Linked DNA regions of Gossypium hirsutum: region 1 is linked to region 2. The links are chromatin contacts, called in public Hi-C maps. All regions are on one chromosome and are shown on one strand. Each heading gives the region's core, a stretch centred on a gene start, on an enhancer-like site or on the middle of the called end of the contact. The rest is flanking DNA. Distances are from core to core; before and after follow the strand shown.

Region 1 (3,072 bases), core at 279-2,778, 140 kb after region 2:
GGTATATATGTTTGCAAATGAAAAATGGAGTTGAAGTTTTAATTACTAGAGCAAAATTGAATTCTACTTTCAATAACTAGAGGAAGCTGAAAGCTGGTGAAATAATAAAAGGACATTGTAAAACTAAGAGAATAGTTTGAGAATACGTAACAGTTTCTGAAGAGATTCATAGAAGAACCCTTTATGTGAGAACTTTGAATAACTTTTATCTTCAGGTAAAAGCATGAAAGTACATTGCATTAAAACAGTTTTTCTTTTCTGCTGTACTGTATCCTCTAGGTTGCAGATTTTGGGCTTGCACATGCTTCAAAAGATGGTTCTATTTGCTTCGAACCAGTAAATACTGACATACGTGGAACTCCAGGTTAGCCAATAAGTCATTGGAAGTTTTAATGTCTTGTAATTAAAGATCTAAACTTTAGATGGCTTTCAGGTTATATGGATCCCGAATATGTGGTCACTCATGAGCTTACGGATAAAAGTGATGTATACAGCTATGGCGTGCTACTTTTGGAGATTGTGACTGCTAGACAAGCCGTACAAGATGGCAAGAACCTGGTTGAATCATCCCAGATACTAATGGCATCAGAGTCAAGGTTACTTGAGCTAGTGGACCCCCAAATCAAGGACTCCTTTGACTTAGACCAACTACAAACAGTTGTGACCATTGTGAGATGGTGCACCCAGAGAGAAGGACGGGCTAGACCCTCAATCAAACAGGTCCTTAGACTTTTGTATGAGAGTGCTGATCCGATGCATAGTGGGTTCATACAAGCTGTTGAAGATGAAGATTATGAAGGTAGTGATGGAAGAGGAAGGACAAGCAGAGGCAAAATTCCTAGGAGTGGACCTTATTGTCACAGTGGGGATGGAAGATATCTTGCTTCATCTTCAAGTACATCAAGGTCATATTGTAGTAGAAGCTTTTTACTCGAAACTGGATCACCACAATCTCCTCAAAACGTACTCTCCCTTTGAGGCCAATCACATGAGACAGTTGCCTCAATCTGATTAAGCCGTAATCAAGACCCGAGAGCTTGCTAGTATGTGATTTTACTCATGAACTAGCAGGTATGCGTGATGTTTGTTATGCAGAATGTTCCTGTTGCAGAGGAAATGATAGCCATCAAGCTTGTTACGTTTACAAAAGGGAAACAAAAGGACTCAAGAAGTGATCATCTTATAATTTTCCTGTTTATGGTTGCTCTAAATTTTTTGGATAAATGAGACATAAATGTAATTTTCGTGTATCATTGGTACAGAGATACGGATATTGCAGCTAATCATCAAGATTGGCCTTTATTGATTCAAAAACCAAGAGATGCCCCGGTGCAATTATTTTGTACTCATAATTACATTCTAATTATTGCGGATTCTTTTACGTAGGCGGTTTGAAATTCCATGGAGAAGTCATTGTATTCTTGTTATAAAAACAAAATACCATATATATGGTTCGGTAATCTCAAGTGTCCCTTGTTTGCTATGGTCGAATTCGTTGGCGGCTATGCACTTACAAGTTGGCAGTGCAAAAATAAAGGGTTCCAATGATTCCCTGGGCCACCCCATGCTTGTCGCGACTAAAAGGCTTAGTGTAAATATTAAGGTCGCTATCAGGCAAACAAGGTTGGAAAATTCCTTCTTGTAGTCCGGCCATAGGAAAATCAGAAGATCCACTGGTTAGCCCCATCACTATGATGTGCTCTTGATTTTCTCGATCACATGGATGATCCATGTATATAAGTAAGATCCTCTTAAGTTCTCAAATACCATATCCGTGTGGTACTGCTGACTTGAACAATGGAACAGCTCACTCCATTAGGACTCATCATTTCTCTCTTTCTTTTCTTCCCTATTGCCACATCCTTGCCTACGTCAGGAAGGCCCAGGACCTACATCATCCACATGGATATATCGGCAATGCCTGGTGCCTTTTCGAGCCATCATAATTGGTACATGTCAACCCTTTCATCCCTGTCATCACCAGACGGCTTTTCCCCATTGCATCTCTACACTTACAACCATGTAATGGATGGGTTTAGCGCTGTGTTATCCCAAGCCCACCTTGACCAACTTCACGAATTATCTAGTCATCTTGCTACATATCCTGAAACATTTGGGCACCTCCATACCACACGTGCTCCTACCTTTCTTGGGTTGAAGAAACATTCTGGGCTATGGCCTGCGGGTGGATTTGGTGAGGACATGATCATTGGAGTCCTTGACTCTGGCATCTGGCCCGAAAGCGAGAGCTTTAATGATGAAGGTTTGCCGCCGGTGCCAACGAGATGGCGTGGTGCATGTGAAACTGGTACAGAATTCAATGCATCTTACTGCAACAGGAAGCTTATTGGGGCACGATCCTTCAGCAAAGGCATGCAGCAGGAAAAACAGAATATATCAAAAACAAATGACTATGATTCACCGAGGGACTTTCTAGGTCATGGTAGCCACACATCGTCCATAGCAGCGGGCAGCAGTGCGGTTGCTGCTGAATATTTTGGATATGCCAAAGGAAAAGCTATAGGAATGGCACCAAAGGCTAGGATTGCCATGTACAAAGTTCTGTTCTTTGATGAAAGTTATGATGCTGCAGCAACAGATGTACTGGCTGGCTTGGATCAAGCTATAGAGGATGGTGTGGATGTCCTGTCCCTGTCTTTGGGGTTCATTGAGACTCCGTTTGATGAAAACCCTATTGCAATTGGAGCATTCGCAGCTTTGAAGAAAGGGATATTTGTTTCATGCTCTGCTGGCAATAATGGCCCTCATGCATATACCATTCTCAATGGGGCTCCCTGGATCACTACCGTCGGTGCTGGAACCATCGATCGGGAATTTGCAGCTCATGTCACGTTTGGTGATGGAGAGTTAACCGTAACAGGAAAATCTGTATATCCAGAAAACTTGTTTGTTTCGGACATTCCTATATACTTTGGACATGGAAACCGATCCAAAGAACTTTGTAACTCTCTCGACCCCAAAGAAGTTGCTGGAAAATACATATTTTGTGATTTCGACTCCAGCGGCCAAACTAATGCCTATGCACAAATATACGAAATGGACACAGCTGGA
Region 2 (2,918 bases), core at 284-2,783:
TAAAGTATTGCATAGTTGTAAAAGTAAGTTGAAACAGTGTCTCAGGAAAATCTTCATCTCCAGCAACATCATCAATCTATATTTTTGTTTATTTTTAGATCATCAAGTTTTTCTTTTTTCATTCACTGTTAACTGATTTCATGTTTATACTTAGAGCAACTGAACCAAAATTATATATTACATGTTTGTGTTGGAAATTTTGGTATGAAGATATACAGGGAAGAAGATGATTAAAGAAAATGTGAAAGGGAACACATTTTTCATTTCTTCTGTAAAATTTATACTGATACAAAAGAGTGGCAGTCAATACCAAATTTCCATTATTTAAGGAAATTTGTCCCCTAGTTTAGACCTAAATTAAGTTCCACCACAATTCATTCAAGTAAATAACAAAATATCATTGAACAAAAAGAACAAAATACCATTTCATCAATAATAACTTCAAAATTTTAGAACAAATCAAAGAAATTTTCTAGGATGTGATGAGTTTGAGAGAGGAGCAGCAACTTGATAATGCTGGTGTTGCTAGTCCTTGTTGCTATTACTATTATTTTTATTTGGTTGATGGATACATTTTGTTGCATTGGAAACTCTATTTTCTGTTGGATAATTATTATTGCAAAACAAAGACGGTAAGTATAAATAATAATGAAAAATAAATAAATACTGTGCTATGGAGAACTACTGTCCTAGAAGTAATTTTGCCTTTATTGATGTAATTGAAAAATATAGTGCTTCTAAATTCGTACACCTGATTGAGGAAGGTAGAACACAATTGATATTGTTCTTTTTAAGTTTACAGAAATAAGATCAAAAATAATTTTAAATGAAAATGGTAGCATCAGTCGCATATCCCATATACAATGTTATAACTACGTGTGTAACTTACTTTATTTGTTGGCATGTTTTGACATATGTATTTTAATTATTTACATAACTCTTTTTGAGGATTTTGAGTAATTGATATTGTTATTACAATTTTAGAAGAAATTTAATCAAGCAACGACAATTTTCAAGAGTCCCAGAATGATATAATTAGATTATTTAAAGATATATTTATACTAAAGAATGAGTGATTTAATTTGGGAGAAATTTAAAAGATTCATTCTTAATCAAACTAGCTCATTTACAAAGTACTACAACGGCTGTTCAAAGACTTATGTTATGACTTCTTGATGAATATAAGAGAACACTTACTTGTTCAATGTGAAGAAATTGGTTTTAGTACAATTACCATGTTTAATTTGTGACTAAGTTTTTAAGGAGAAATTATTATGGAAAACGTGATCTAGATGATGTATAAGAATGAAGTTGTAATTAAGTGAATGAGTTGAAGCTAAATCGCATTTTATACGGTTTATTCATAGTGAGTTACTATTTGTGCAAAACTTGTGAACATCGAAAGATCTTTTGAATTGTATAATCAACTCTAGTATTCATCTCTGTTTATATTTTTTTTTTGCAATTATTCGTTTAGTTGTAACTTATGAACAATTTTAGCTCAAGATTATAACATATTTTTTATGATAAAGCAACTTGTAATTCATGAAATAGTCTTGAGAAATGTATTTACACCTTTCCTCCCATCAACTCCGATTAAAGGCGTCAGCAAATCGCTAAGGGCATAGGCAGATGCTTTGGCTCCTCAAATTATATTTAAAAATTTCTACTTTCACGCAATCCGTTAATGTTCTCGATGTCTCTTTTATCATTGGTGAGGCCGGTACATTTATTAGGAAAAAGAAAACGACATCGTTGCGGTATGAAATGAATAACCAATAAGAAGCGGACACGACAAGCAACCAAAACCCCCCAGTCGGGTTTTAAGGAACGCAGACTCAAGCCCTCCCCTTTAGCTTCCTTCCATTGCAGACCCGAAGACCTCAAATCCATTTAAAAAAAAAATAAAAATGGAGGGAATATCGTACCAGCGATTCCCTAAGGTTAAAATCCGAGAGCTGAAGGATGACTACGCTAAATTTGAGCTTCGCGATACCGATGCCTCCATGGCCAATGCCCTCCGTCGTGTTATGATCTCCGAGGTCCCCACCATCGCTATTGACCTCGTCGAAATCGAAGTCAACTCCTCCGTCCTTAACGACGAGTTCATTGCCCATCGCCTCGGTCTCATCCCTCTCACCAGCGAACGCGCCATGTCTATGCGCTTCTCCCGTGACTGTGACGCTTGCGACGGTGACGGTCAGTGCGAGTTCTGCTCCGTTGAGTTCCATCTTCGCGCCAAATGCATTTCCGATCAAACCCTCGACGTTACCAGCAAGGATCTCTATAGTTCCGACCATACTGTTGTTCCCGTCGATTTCACCGATAACGCTGGCTACGATTCCACTGAGCCTAGGTACTTAGGGTTAAATTTGTAAATTACTCCTGATTTGTTTTTAAATTGCATTAGGGCTTTAGGATTCGACGTTCGTACAACTGAAATTGTTTCTTTTCAGAGGGATTATTATTGTGAAGTTACGGCGAGGGCAAGAGCTGAGGCTGAGGGCAATTGCGAGGAAAGGGATAGGGAAAGATCACGCCAAATGGTCACCTGCTGCGACAGTGACTTTTATGTATGAACCTGAGATTCATATTAATGAGGATTTGATGGAAAGCTTGACGCTTGAAGAGAAGCTAAGCTTTGTTGAGAGCAGTCCAACTAAAGTCTTTGACATTGACCCAAATACCCAACAGGTATGCTATGCCTTTACTTTCTACATCATTACATCTATTCTAACAAAGAAATTGTTGGGGGTTAAGCTTTGGGTTGTGTTGGCTATCACTAGAGCTTCTGGATTGTTAAAGCAATTGCTGGTTTTGATTAATTACATCTGTGATCTGTCCAATAGGAGGATTGAATTGCTTTGCACGTCATCAAGGTCTTTCCTTTTAGAGTTTCTAGTTTGCTTGAGCTTAAA

The links. A called contact is a pair of places that touch in the nucleus more often than the background predicts.
Region 1: a contact with region 2 is called in a Hi-C map of leaf, with 4 times the contacts expected there. The contact joins the promoter of LOC107938021 here to the promoter of LOC107922611 in region 2. A contact is called at or near these places in 6 of 34 Hi-C or Micro-C datasets (hypocotyl, leaf and seedling).

What each region holds. Positions count from the first base shown.
Region 1 is chrA12:3,201,552-3,204,623 of Gossypium_hirsutum_v2.1, forward strand. LOC107938021 (subtilisin-like protease SBT3) reads left to right here and starts at 1,529. Exons shown (of 1, transcript XM_016871051.2): 1 at 1,529-3,072. The coding sequence starts at 1,798. It overlaps LOC107938027 (probable receptor-like protein kinase At1g49730), which reads left to right. Exons shown (of 9, transcript XM_016871062.2): 8 at 280-364; 9 at 434-1,381. The coding sequence ends at 978.
Region 2 is chrA12:3,065,788-3,068,705 of Gossypium_hirsutum_v2.1, forward strand. LOC107922611 (DNA-directed RNA polymerases II, IV and V subunit 3) reads left to right here and starts at 1,534. Exons shown (of 3, transcript XM_041082492.1): 1 at 1,534-2,356; 2 at 2,457-2,694. The coding sequence starts at 1,911. LOC107938132 (cyclase-like protein 2) reads left to right here. Exons shown (of 7, transcript XM_016871221.2): 7 at 1-97.